Regions from separate parts of the Mus musculus genome. Here all the other regions are linked to region 1. A link is a contact called in public Hi-C and HiChIP or PLAC-seq data. All regions are on one chromosome and are shown on one strand. Each heading gives the region's core, a stretch centred on a gene start, on an enhancer-like site or on the middle of the called end of the contact. The rest is flanking DNA. Distances are from core to core; before and after follow the strand shown. Region 1 holds the start of Gatad1 (GATA zinc finger domain containing 1). Region 2 overlaps Ankib1 (ankyrin repeat and IBR domain containing 1). Region 3 overlaps Cdk6 (cyclin-dependent kinase 6). Region 4 has its middle 22 kb from the start of Mterf1a.

Region 1 (2,700 bases), core at 144-2,643:
CTCTAGATTCATATTTTATATCTTTCAGATGAGAAAAATAAAAGCTGAAGAAAAAAAAACTGAGAAACTGCTTTTCTAATGTCAAAAACTGCCAATTTCTTCCAGGAGAGCTGTCTTTTGGGAAACCTTGCCTTCCCTCCAGAATACGGCCTAAGTGCACCTGAGAGGTACACCAGCCGTGGGAAGGCCCACCACACCCACAGTGTCCCATTAGGAAGCACAATGTCCACAACCATCTTACATTTTTTAACTTAAAAATATGTCTTCTCCCTTTTCCTTTCGTGGAAACTTTCTTTTCAGCAGCTGGAGCCGATTTGTATTTGGTATTTCTGAGCCGGGCCGACCTTCTGTGAATTTCTTGCTTACTCTGTTACACAATTTAGAGAAAAGGAAATTAAAACTGCAGAAGAAAAGCCAATACAATAACCTCACAAAGATCAGAGGATAATACACTTTGTTAAAAGAAATTAAAAACAAAAAACTTAAAAGACCGAGGGCTGAGATGTTAAACTCTGTAGGGCCTCCCAAGAGATGGCGCTGCTTTCAAGCGGGAAGAGGACAGAAGTGGGGGGAGGACAAGGCAGGAACTATTTATTATTCGTTTGCTGAACTGATCTATTTTACGCCCCCCCCCAAGTTTCCTGCATATCTCAGAACAGAATTCTAATGCTGACATTTTTAGCGACCTACTAATTTATTAACGTGACAAGGACTTGATGGGCAAGAGGTCCTCGACCTACAAGCAAATGGCCTCGTCCGGCTGCCCCGGTGCGTCCCGCACCGCCCGGTCTACGGCAGGAAGCCCTTCTCCCGAGGAGGGAGAGGCCGAGGGCTCACCTGCTTGCCGCCGCCGCCCCCGTTGCTCTGCGAAGGACCGGCCGAGGTGGTGGCGAAGGTGGTGGTGCCGAAGCCACCGCCGCCGCCGCCACCGCCCCCGGTCCCGCCCGCCACTCCCGCGCCGCCGCCGCCCCGGCCCGTGCAGTGATGGCAGAGGATCTCGCCCTGTGGACTCTTCTTCCACATGGAGGACGACGTAGTCTTGCACATGCTGCAGGTGGGCTTCAGGCCCAGCGGCATGCTGGCCGGCTCGGGCGGCCCCCGCGGGCGCAGCGACACGGGAATGGCGGCCGTCTGCACGGGCCGCCCAGGGGTCGGCCGGCCACCTCGGCGACTGGAAGAGCAAGGTCGGAGGTGCTGGGCCGCCCGCGCCGGGACCCAGCGGCCACCGCTGACCCCTGGAGGCGGGAAGCGGGCTCCCGCAGCCCGGGACCCAGCCCTGGAGCTGGGCCGCCCGCGGGGCACGCAGGCCCGATACTCGGCGCGGCCTCCCGGGAAAGCCAGCTCCGCCCTAGGGGACGCTATCCGGGGCGGCCGCCGCCGCCGCCGGGGTCCCCAGGGCGACCACGACCCTGCCTCCGCCCACCGGGGCTTCCGGCGATGGGCGGAGCTCCCGGGGCGGGGCGGGGCGGGGCCGAGTGAACCAGTGTGCCTGACCTAGGCTTTGGGGCTCCGGAAACCCCGCCTACTGGCCGGAAGTGGCCCTGCCAGACTTACCATTGCCTGTCACTCTTCTGAGTTTACAACTGGCTGGGGGGGGGGGGGGCTGGGGGGGGGGAATGGATGTAAAATTTCCCGTTAAAAGTGAATTTCAAATGACTAGTGAGAGTGGCCCATGTAATAGTAGTTATATGATACTCATACTTATCCTGTGTTTTCATTTGATAAATGTAGCCTTATTGATCAAGACCCTTTTAAAAGTCTTAATTAATTAATTTGACTTTGGAGGCTAGGGAGGTGACCTGATGGTAAAGTTCTTCTGGCACAAGCTTATGGCCTGAGTTTGACCCCCAGTACTCACGTAAAAAGCTAGGTGTGTTAGGGCTGGAAAGACAGCTAAGACTAGATCCAGTATTAGCACCTACACTGTGAAACTTAATTTAACATTCTTGCTTGGCATACTACTTAACATTAGAATAAAGTGCTCTCGAGCCCCCTCCCCCCCAAAAAAAGAATTGAGGGTCTAAGAAATTCATATAATAAGAACATTCAGACAGAAAACAGCAGAAACACCAGTGTGGACTGGATGAGATTAATTTATTAGTCAATGATTTATTTTACCTGGGTCAATGTAACAGTGCTGTGCACTGAATACTGAACGTGAGGGGTTTATGAGTTAGTTGGGTTAGAAATGAGCAATGTGCAGAAGAATTCCTATCAATTATTTCTCATGAGTTATACTATAATTAAAACGTTACAGTTTTGTATTACACAGTTGGGTTCAGAGCTGGGATATTTGTATCTTATATGGCTTCACATCACTTATTTGCATAAAGAACAAGCAATACATTATACCTTCCTAACGTTTAAAATAAAGTATATTAGCATAAAGGCTCCCAAAGAAGATTCCTGGAGACTGCATTGAACACTGCTTTAACTAGGGGTGATTGCTGGAAGAATTTATCGTTTTCTGTGAACTTTGGTTCGAGGAACTGGACACATTTCAACCTGGATTTAAATCACTGCAAAACTAGTAGTTCTCTGGGAGGACCATTAGCAAAGCAGATACAATACACTTTCACCTGGAAAGGAGATGTGTATTATTTGAGAGAATTAAGCCTGAACATTGGCTATGTTCGTTGAAGTCTAAAGCTCCCAGGGAAACTAGCCCAAGGAATGAAGGAATTCCTAAGTACTGGTTAC
Region 2 (2,932 bases), core at 191-2,690, 140 kb after region 1:
CACACACATGCACATGCACAAAGATGTAGATACAGAAATTATTCTTTTGAAATGTAGCACATACAAAATAAGTGCTTTTCTTCTGGGCATGACCTTCAGTAGAAGCCATGGATACTGAGTCTCTGATGAGCTTCCCTGGTAGGTTACATGTCACGAATGCTGTCACAAGTCAGTGCTAGAGGAATTAAATAGACCTGTGCCACTCCAAAGGTAGGACTCCAAGAAGCTTGTGTTTATGTGGAACTCACACAGGGCCTTTTTTGCTAATTCTGCTTTGAATCTTTTTCCTGCAATCAATGTCAGCTTTGAGTACCATGCTCAAAACACTGAGGTGGGGACTTGATTGGTTTATCTTGCAGGAGTGGGATATAGGGTCTACTTGTTCCCAAAAGAGGTCAAAATGTCAAAAGAGAGAAAAAGGGTAAATCAAATCACAGAACCAAAGTAAAGGTATGGATCACCTTAGAGGAAAAGGTTTCTGCAGTCTAGAAGAAGCTATAGTGACTACCCCCACCTCCTCTGTGACCTGGTCAGGATATACAGTTAAGCCAGCACTCATCTCTGTAGCTTAACTGCTAACTTAGAAGAACGAACTTTTCTGCTAGAGATTTCAATAAATTCACAATGAAAAAAGAAAAATGTCATAATTTTTTTTATTTGTGATTACTGAATCTGCATGTAAGATAAAAATGGTATAAGCTGTTATATAGTTGTAATTTCATAAATGTTATTCCCACTCAGGAAAGGCTGAACAGAATAGAAAACCAAAATTTGTTTTCCTTGCTGATACACAGATAAAATTCAAACTAAAAAGAGTTAAGCTCAGTAACTTTTGCCCAGTGGGATCACGAAGGGGTGAAGACAACATAAAATGAGAGACAATCTCTAGATGTCAATACACTTTTAAAGTTGGGTGGGGTTTTTTTTTTTTTTTTAACATTCATTTATTTGGGTATGTCTGCATGAGTAAATAAGTATGGATACACATGGAAGGCTGTTATTTTTAATCTGATGTACAATTGCAGGAGAATGATATGGAATCTAGGCTGGTAAGATTAAGAGTTTAAGATAGGCAGGTATGATGGCTCAGCAAGTAAGAACACTGGCTGCCAAGTCTAACAAACTGAATTCAAACCCTGAGACCCTGAGAGGATGGTGGACTCTTATAAGTGGTTCTCTGACCTCCACATATATGCTATGGTGCACATGTACACACAATAATAGATAAATAAATGTCAGTAATTTTTTAAAAAGAGCTTACGAAAGCTTCCTGTCATTTAAACTTGGAACATAGGCACCTAGCCTTTCAATCTTCGCTTGCTGTTACAAAAGGCTAGTTGCCAGCATTTCTAGAAGTACGAACGTATAGGTCATAACTGTCCAGCCTGGACTCACTGTCTACCACATGGCTGTTTTAGCCTCAGTGTGCACTATGCTGAAATGAAAACAGGCACTGACTCATTGTCCAGAACACGGACTCTGAGGCTTTTCAGATTTAGGACACTTCTCTATGGACCTTAAACTATGAGAAACATCAATGATGTCAGCTGGATTGCCTGGCTCAAATCCAGATGCCACAGGAAAGGGCTGTGTTTTAGTCAGGGTTTCTATTCCTGCACAAACATCATGACCAAAAAGCAAGTTGGGGAGGAAAGGATTTATTTGGCTTACATTTCTATACTGTTGTTCATCACTAAAGGATGCAGGACTGGAACTCAAGCAAGTCAGAAAGCAGGAGCTGATGCAGAAGCCATGGAGGGATGTTCTTTACTGGCTTGCCTCCCCTGGCTTGCTCAGCCTGCTCTCTTATAGAACCAAGACTGCCAGTCCAGAGATGGTTCCACCCACAAGGGGCCTTTCCCCCTTGATCACTAATTGAGAAAATGCCTTACAGCTGGATCTCACGGAGGCATTTCCTCAACTGAAGCTCCTTTCTTGTGATAACCCCAGCCTGTGTCAAGTTGACACAAAACTAGCTAGTACAGGTTGATTCCCTGGTGGAACAATCTGGTTTTGGGCTGCTGATCAATTTTGTATTTTTAATACAAGACAACTACACTCCTAATTTGTCATTCTTGCAAGTTGAGAAGGGTATATAACAAGAAGTATGGCCATATGGATTACAAACTCCCTGTCATAAGCTATCTTAATAAAAAGAACTATTTCTCCTTTTAAACAAAAACTTAATTTAAGGTAAAGGAAAAGTTTTAATATGAGAGGAAATACCTATAATCTTTAGAAAGTATGCTGAAGAAACAGGACTTAAATTTGACAGGAACACAATCTAAAAACTATACAATATGATTACATTTGTAATGTGATTTTTAATTCACTAATTTTACAGACAACAATCATATTCCTTTATAGAACAAGAAGCTACAAATATCTTCCTCTGTTGTATTCTATTCTATTTTTAAGTTCCTAGCAACTGTTAAATACTTTCTCTTTCAAGAGCAACTCAACTACTCCGAAGCAATTCACTCTATCATAATTATGGCGTGGTGTTTAGGACATTTACTACAGGAGCAGAACAATTCACCAGAGAAACAATAGTTTTCCAAAGAGGATGAAAACACTTGAATCAGACTATCACTGATACTTATGTACACTAAACAAACAAACAAAGGGCAGGAGAGATGGCTGAGGAGATAAAAGTGTTTTCTCCCCAAACATGATAGCCTGATGACCTGAGTTCAATTCCTGGATCCAACTGAAATGAGGAAGGAGAGAATCCACTCCACAAAGGTGTCCTCTGAACTTTACATGTGCTCCAGGGCATGAATGTCAGTCATAACCACACACACACAACAATAACAACAACAATAATAAATAGAATTATTTTGGAGAAAGGGTCTCACTATGTAGTTCTGTTTGGTCTTGAACACATAAAGATCCAATTGCTTTTGCACCCTGAGTGCTGAAATTAAATGCA
Region 3 (2,804 bases), core at 281-2,780, 150 kb before region 1:
TCTTTCCTAATTCCGATACCGTAATTCCACAGGGAAGAAGCCAGTATCCCACTTGGATGAACTCTGCGGCTAGCACAATGCCTTCCTTCTTATCCCTGATTCTGAACTGGTTTTTCCCCCTGTATTTAAGAGCAATGAATGGGAAAGTCCAAGCCTTAAAAGTAAAGAACCTCACTTATATTTATGATGTTTTCTACACAGTGAAGGGAAGCACCCTTTAGCAAGCACGTGAAGCCCACGCTGTCCTCGTAGGACAAAAGGGAAGACACCTCCTTTAATAACTGACTTCCTTTTTTTCTTTTAAAGATTTGTTTACTTATTTTATGTGAGTACACTGTTGCTCCCTTCAGACACACCAGAAGAGGGCCTCAGATCCCATTACAGACAGTTGTGAGCCACCATGTGGCTGCTGGAAATGGAACTCAGATCCTCTGGAAGAGGCATCAGTGCTCTTAACCACTGAGCCATCTCTCTAGCCCACTGACCGACTTTCTTTTACCCTACCTGGTCAGCCTGGCAGGGCAGGCATCATATTGGTCTTCCCGTTCTGGGTTCCCTTAAGTCAGCACCGTGAAGAACAAGGACATCCTGACCTGCCATGTACTGAAAAGGCAAAGAAAAAGACTTCTGAGTACTGTGTGGCCAACCCAATCTACTGCTCGGTGGACCAGGAGACGCTGGCTCCTCATTATCCTGTTACAACCAGCGAGTGAGAGTTACCTGGCCTTTAAAGCATGCTTATTGATGGTATTTGGCTCGTTGGTTTCTCCTTGAGTCAGGCTGAGTCTCCATTATGGAACAGTCCCCTGCAGCCCCGTGTGTTAGAACATTTGGTTCTCACCTGGTCTGCCTGTTCTGAGAGGTGGTGGGACTGTGACCTGGCTAACAGAAGTCATTCATTGAGGCTGGAGGCTTGCATCCTACCGAACACTCTGCCGATGTGAGAAGTAACAGACGCAGCCGTTCCTGTCCGCCTTCCTCACCGTGATGAGCTAGCTGCCTTCCCCGAAACCAGGAGCCAACATAAATCTCCCTCCAGGTTACCTTTCTGCCTCTGAGTTTGCCTATTGTGGTGATGAAAGTCACTGGCGCATGTTCACCAGCAGTCACCTGGCATTATCTGGAGGACACAGGACAGTGAGGCGGTGGTGTGAGCCAGCTTTGCAGCCTCCAGTCCCCTCTTGTATCACTTCCTACCTGGGTGACTGTGCCCAACCATCCCTCGACCTCAGTCTCAAGTATTAAAGCGAGAGCACTCAAGCGTAAATCCCACACAGTGGTGCAAAACGGCACTCATGCAGCATTTGGCTTTCTCTTCTGGATTTATATACTCAGTATCGGTGATTATGTTGTCTGTGTTGCTACACCATCATCTAGAGCAGGATAGCATTATCATTGCTAACATCAGGCATGAGAAGAATTCGAAGTCAAAAAGTCTTGGGCCCTGCAGCACTGAGATCCTAGACAGTACCCCAGTCCTAAGTATCAGACTTAAACTTGGGCCACAGCACACTAAACAGTGTGGCCGGGTGACTCATTAATGAAGTCATGCCTAGTCACTCTGGGGCTCTTCCTGGTCCTGCCCCATCTGCCCCACCACAGCTTCTGCAAAGGCCAGAGCCAAGCCTAGAATCTGGCAAGACACTGAGTACACAGATGAGGTCCAGAAAACCTATCTAATAAGACTCAGAAACCAGGTGGGACTGTTTGGGGCAGAGGCCCACAGACTGCTGGGCAAGGTGTTAGGGGCTTCTTGCCTTGAAACCCTGTTGCCACAGCACTTCACAGAGTGGCGAGCATAATCCCCAAGGCCATTGTAGACTCTTGTTCTGAGCCACAGGAAGAAATGCCTCACATTTAGCTTGTAGGGGAACTCCGAACAGTCAGCAAGAATTTCTTCTGAGAAGGACAGAAATGACTATCTCCCTGCCATTCAGTGTCTTCAGCCTTCTGAGACGGGAGCAAGCACACGTTTGTCTATGAGACCAAGGAGCACAGAATGTGCTAGAACTGTGTCATGCCTACAGCTGTGTCTCTGGCTGACTGGCTTCAGTCAGGAAAAGACCAATGGTTGTCTGTGGACCGTCACTAGACACTGCCTTCCAAACTGATTGATGAGACAGCTGTGCCCTGTCCCGTCTCAAATGGAACTCCGTGCAGAGATCCCTTTTATTCTCATATTTCTGAAGCATGTTGAACCAGAAAGCTGCATTTGAAAAAATAATAACAATATAAGTTGGGTGTGGTAACACATGCCCGTAATCTTAGCACTTGGAGGGAGGAAGCAGGAGCAGTAGAAGCACAACTTCAATGCCATCTTTGGCTAACTGGCTTGTTTGAGAGCAGCATGGGATACTTGACATCTAGCCTCAGGAACAGCCTTTAAAAGTACCTCATAATGTGTATATTATATATGTTATTTTATGTAAGGTTGTTTTTGATTATGTGTGTAGGGTGTATGCACCTGAATGCTGATACCTACAGGAGAAAGAGGCATCTGGCCCCCTCAGAACCGGAGTTATAGTCTTCTGTGAGCTTCTGTGGGTACTGTGAGCATGACACACTCTTAAGGACTGAGCCATCTCTCCAACCTGAGGTTGACTTTAATTACATGCATTGCATACTCTCATTTGACAGCGACAATGTGGTTATTATAGAACATTTTAAAAATACAGGCCTAGAGTGTTCTTTTTTGTACCAGAAAGTAAAGACAAAATTTTGCAAATGTCACAGGTTTTAACTTGAAGGAGTGGGTACATACCTCTGAGGTATTTTGGATATCAAACTACATAATTATATTAAAC
Region 4 (2,950 bases), core at 426-2,925, 220 kb after region 1:
TTACTGTCTGTGCTCACAAAGGTAGGCAAATCTCTGAATCAAGGGTCTAGGGTCATAAATGCTGATTATGGGATAATCAAACAGGAACCTGGGGTGGACAATATTGAATCAATATGCAAATAAAATACTGGCCCATGAAAGGAGCTACAGAGACAAAGTTTGAAGCTAAAACGAAAGGATGGACTACCCAGAGACTACCCCACCCGGGGATCCATCCCATAATCAGCCACCAAACCTAGACACTATTGCATATGCCAGCAAGATTTTGCTGAAGGGACCCTGATATAGCTGTCTCATATGAGGCTATGCCAGTGGCTGGCAAATACAGAAGTGGATGCTCACAGCCATCTATAGGATGGAACACAGGGCCCCAAATGGAGAAGCTAGAGAAAGCACCCAAGGAGCTGAAGGGGTCTGCAACCCTATAGGTGGAACAACAATATGAACTAACCAGTACCCCCCAGAGCTCATGTCTCTAGCTGCATCTGTAGCAGAAGATGACCTAGTCGGCCATCAGTGGAAAGAGAGGCCCATTGATATTGCAAACTTTATATGCCCCAGTACAGGGGAACGCCAGGACCAAGAAGTGGGAGTGGGTGGGTAGGGGAGCAGGGTGCGGGGAGGGTATAGGGAACTTTTGGGATAGCATTTGAAATGTAAATAAAGAAAATACCTAATAAAAAAAAAGAATCAAAAAAAAATACTGGGCTTTGGTCTTCAAGAGAGCTACCTTGAGGACACAAGTTTGTACCCACAATTGACTTCAAGTCATTCTTGAAATGACTGCACCCAAACACCCCTTCCTCAGAATCTCTCTCTCCAAGCAAGGCTGGTCCTTGGCAATGCAAGTCATTGTGTAGCTCACATGAATCACAGCTGCTTAGAACTACCAATTGCTTTCCTCCTTGAGCATAAAACCCCTGGTCCTCAGGGAGGGGGCTTTCAGGTCAGAGCCAGCTCAAATCTTCCAAGTCCTGTGTCTGAAGTGTGTGATGTCTTCAGCAAATGGAGACTTGCCTTCATCCAATGGGAGTCAGACAATATTGCAATTGCAATAGGATGTATTGCTTTGGGAGCCTCTTGGACTGCTCTGACCAACTATAAAAAAGGTTTCTCATGCCTGATGTCTTTGTTAGCCTATGGCTCTTGTGGGGAATATTGTCTGCTCAAGAAACATAACTTTATTTAAGATACACACACACATACACACGCACATTTATTCCTTGGAGTTTTTTTCAAATATTCTCAGTCTTGTTTGTCCGTTCCCCCCCACTCTCTGTCTGTTTTGACTTCCTCCCTCCCTCCTGAATTAAATCCCCCCTCCTCATTTTTTTTTCTACTTTCTACTTCACACTCTAGTTCATATTCTCAGATCTGAAAATTTGAAGCTAAGAACTGTTGGAAGCCGGCCTGCGGCTAAAATGAACCAGGTTTCACCTGGGAGGCAAGCCGGGGCTGAATAGAGAGGGGAAACTAGGCGGTCGAGAGAAAAATGGAGCTAAGTCAAGATTCCTGATCAAAGCTCAAATGTTTAATGGCAAATGTAATTATAAAGGGGGGGGGGGGAGGAGAGGCCCATTCCCACCAATTCATTCTTGGAGCCCTGCTGCAGGTGACGAAGGATAGGGTGTAGTCTCTGGAATAGCTCAGCAGCCTCTCAGCAGGGAGCAGAATCTTGAAGTGGAACAGCAGCCCTGGCTGAACAATAGAGTGATCTAGGAAAGCTCCATCCTAGGGAATCTCCTTAGTGGCAGAAAGGTCAAGGTCAGGCTCAGCCTGCTTCAGGCTGGGAGGAGGTTACAGGAACCACAGATGACTGAGAACATGAAGTGTTTGTCCTTCTGAGCCTCAATTAGTTCAATACAATCTTTTCTATGCCATACATTAATCTGAAAATTCAATGATTTCGTTTTTCTTTTTAATTTTTTATTTATTTTCATTTTTTAGAGTTTCTTTTTTATTAGATATTTTCTTTATTTACATTTCAAATGTTATCCTCTTTTCTGGTTTCCTCTGAAAACCTCCTATCCTCTTCCCCGCTTCCCCTGCCCACCAACCCACCCACTCCTGCTTCCTGGCCCTGGGATTCACCTATCCTGGGGTATAGAACCTTCACAGGACCAAGGGCCTCTCCTCCCATAGATGGCTGACTAGGCCATCCTCTGATACATATGCAGCTAGAGACACAATCCCATCATGTGTTTTCTTTGATTGGTGGTTTAGTTCCAGAGAGCTCTGGAGGTACTGGTCAGTTCATATTGTTGTTCCTCCTATGGGGCTGCAAACCCCTTCAGCTCCTTGGGTACGTTCTCCAGCTCCTTCATTGGGGACCCTGTGCTCAGTCCAATGGATGGCTGTGAGCATCCACTTCTGTACTTGTCAGGCACTGGCAGAGCCTCTGAGGAGGCAGCTATATCAAGCTATGCACCACATTTTCATTATCTATTCAGATACTGAAGGACATTTAAGTTGTTTGCATTTTCTAACTATTGTGAATAGAGCAAAATTAAACATTGCTAAGCAACTTACGGCTTCCACATTTGGTATGGGGATATCATTCAGCCCAAAACACAGATCTATTTCTACAGACTTTCTAAATAAAGCTGCATTGAAAATAAGCACAGGCAAAAACCTTTACAAATCTTTTAAATCTTTCATTAGAATCCTAATTTATCAAGCGACAGATATGCTTCAGCAACATTTGTATAGAATCAAGTACGCATTAAGTCCTTAAGCATGGCTTTCTTTGTGTCAGTGCCACTCACTCAGCTTGGGAAGATGCATGTGGTGCAGTTCCTGCAATCAGGCAAAGAGATGACTCATCAGAAAGAAATTAATTCAGCAAGTCACAATGACAGCACGTGATAGCAGGTTCTCTTCCATAGAAATTTGGTGACTAAGTTACCCCCATTTGAATTGAATTTTGATTCATGCTGGATTTCAGTTTGCT

What was found. A called contact is a pair of places that touch in the nucleus more often than the background predicts. HiChIP or PLAC-seq counts read pairs in DNA pulled down with a chosen protein or histone mark.
Region 2: a contact with region 1 is called in an H3K4me3 HiChIP or PLAC-seq map of bone marrow-derived macrophages, with 2.9 times the contacts expected there. The contact joins the enhancer-like site here to the promoter of Gatad1 in region 1. A contact is called at or near these places in 6 of 39 promoter capture datasets (the C10 cell line, the HPC-7 cell line, cranial neural crest and 2 more), 1 of 15 datasets of contacts at CTCF or cohesin (the NIH/3T3 cell line), 4 of 484 Hi-C or Micro-C datasets (centrocytes, monocyte-dendritic cell progenitors, myocytes and 1 more), 8 of 115 datasets of contacts at active chromatin or transcription factors (the SCID.adh cell line, bone marrow-derived macrophages, craniofacial prominence and 4 more) and 4 of 9 other capture datasets (adipose tissue, liver, macrophages and 1 more).
Region 3: a contact with region 1 is called in a Hi-C map of granulocyte-monocyte progenitors, with 5 times the contacts expected there. The contact joins the enhancer-like site here to the promoter of Gatad1 in region 1. A contact is called at or near these places in 3 of 484 Hi-C or Micro-C datasets (the G1E-ER4 cell line, erythroblasts and granulocyte-monocyte progenitors), 2 of 115 datasets of contacts at active chromatin or transcription factors (memory CD8 T cells and microglia) and 1 of 9 other capture datasets (liver).
Region 4: a contact with region 1 is called in an HNF4G HiChIP or PLAC-seq map of pancreatic cancer cells. The contact joins the enhancer-like site here to the promoter of Gatad1 in region 1. A contact is called at or near these places in 17 of 39 promoter capture datasets (the 3T3-L1 cell line, 3T3-L1-derived adipocytes, the C10 cell line and 11 more), 2 of 15 datasets of contacts at CTCF or cohesin (large pre-B cells and pro-B cells), 46 of 484 Hi-C or Micro-C datasets (the 63-12 cell line, B cells, the Ba/F3 cell line and 33 more), 14 of 115 datasets of contacts at active chromatin or transcription factors (the 230-238 cell line, the NIH/3T3 cell line, the SCID.adh cell line and 8 more) and 3 of 9 other capture datasets (adipose tissue, liver and pancreatic islet).

The regions. Positions count from the first base shown.
Region 1 is chr5:3,646,543-3,649,242 of GRCm38.p6, forward strand. Gatad1 (GATA zinc finger domain containing 1) reads right to left here and starts at 1,394. Exons shown (of 5, transcript NM_026033.2): 1 at 838-1,394; 2 at 242-367. The coding sequence starts at 1,077.
Region 2 is chr5:3,786,236-3,789,167 of GRCm38.p6, forward strand. All of the region lies in intron 1 of Ankib1 (ankyrin repeat and IBR domain containing 1), which reads right to left. Among named protein-coding and RNA genes, the nearest start is that of Ankib1, 15 kb to the right of the region's middle. Within about 2 kb of position 1,441, at least 39 of the 459 cell types and tissues checked have an H3K27ac peak or open chromatin away from gene starts, as enhancers often do. A contact at or near this core is called in adipose tissue, bone marrow-derived macrophages and myocytes, where this site is marked.
Region 3 is chr5:3,492,996-3,495,799 of GRCm38.p6, forward strand. All of the region lies in intron 5 of Cdk6 (cyclin-dependent kinase 6), which reads left to right. Among named protein-coding and RNA genes, the nearest start is that of Fam133b, 49 kb to the right of the region's middle. Within about 2 kb of position 1,531, at least 161 of the 459 cell types and tissues checked have an H3K27ac peak or open chromatin away from gene starts, as enhancers often do. A contact at or near this core is called in the G1E-ER4 cell line, erythroblasts, granulocyte-monocyte progenitors and 2 more, where this site is marked.
Region 4 is chr5:3,870,861-3,873,810 of GRCm38.p6, forward strand. It overlaps a transcript of Mterf1a not described here. Among named protein-coding and RNA genes, the nearest start is that of Mterf1a, 22 kb to the right of the region's middle. Within about 2 kb of position 1,676, at least 21 of the 459 cell types and tissues checked have an H3K27ac peak or open chromatin away from gene starts, as enhancers often do. A contact at or near this core is called in the C2C12 cell line, the NIH/3T3 cell line, cortical neurons and 3 more, where this site is marked.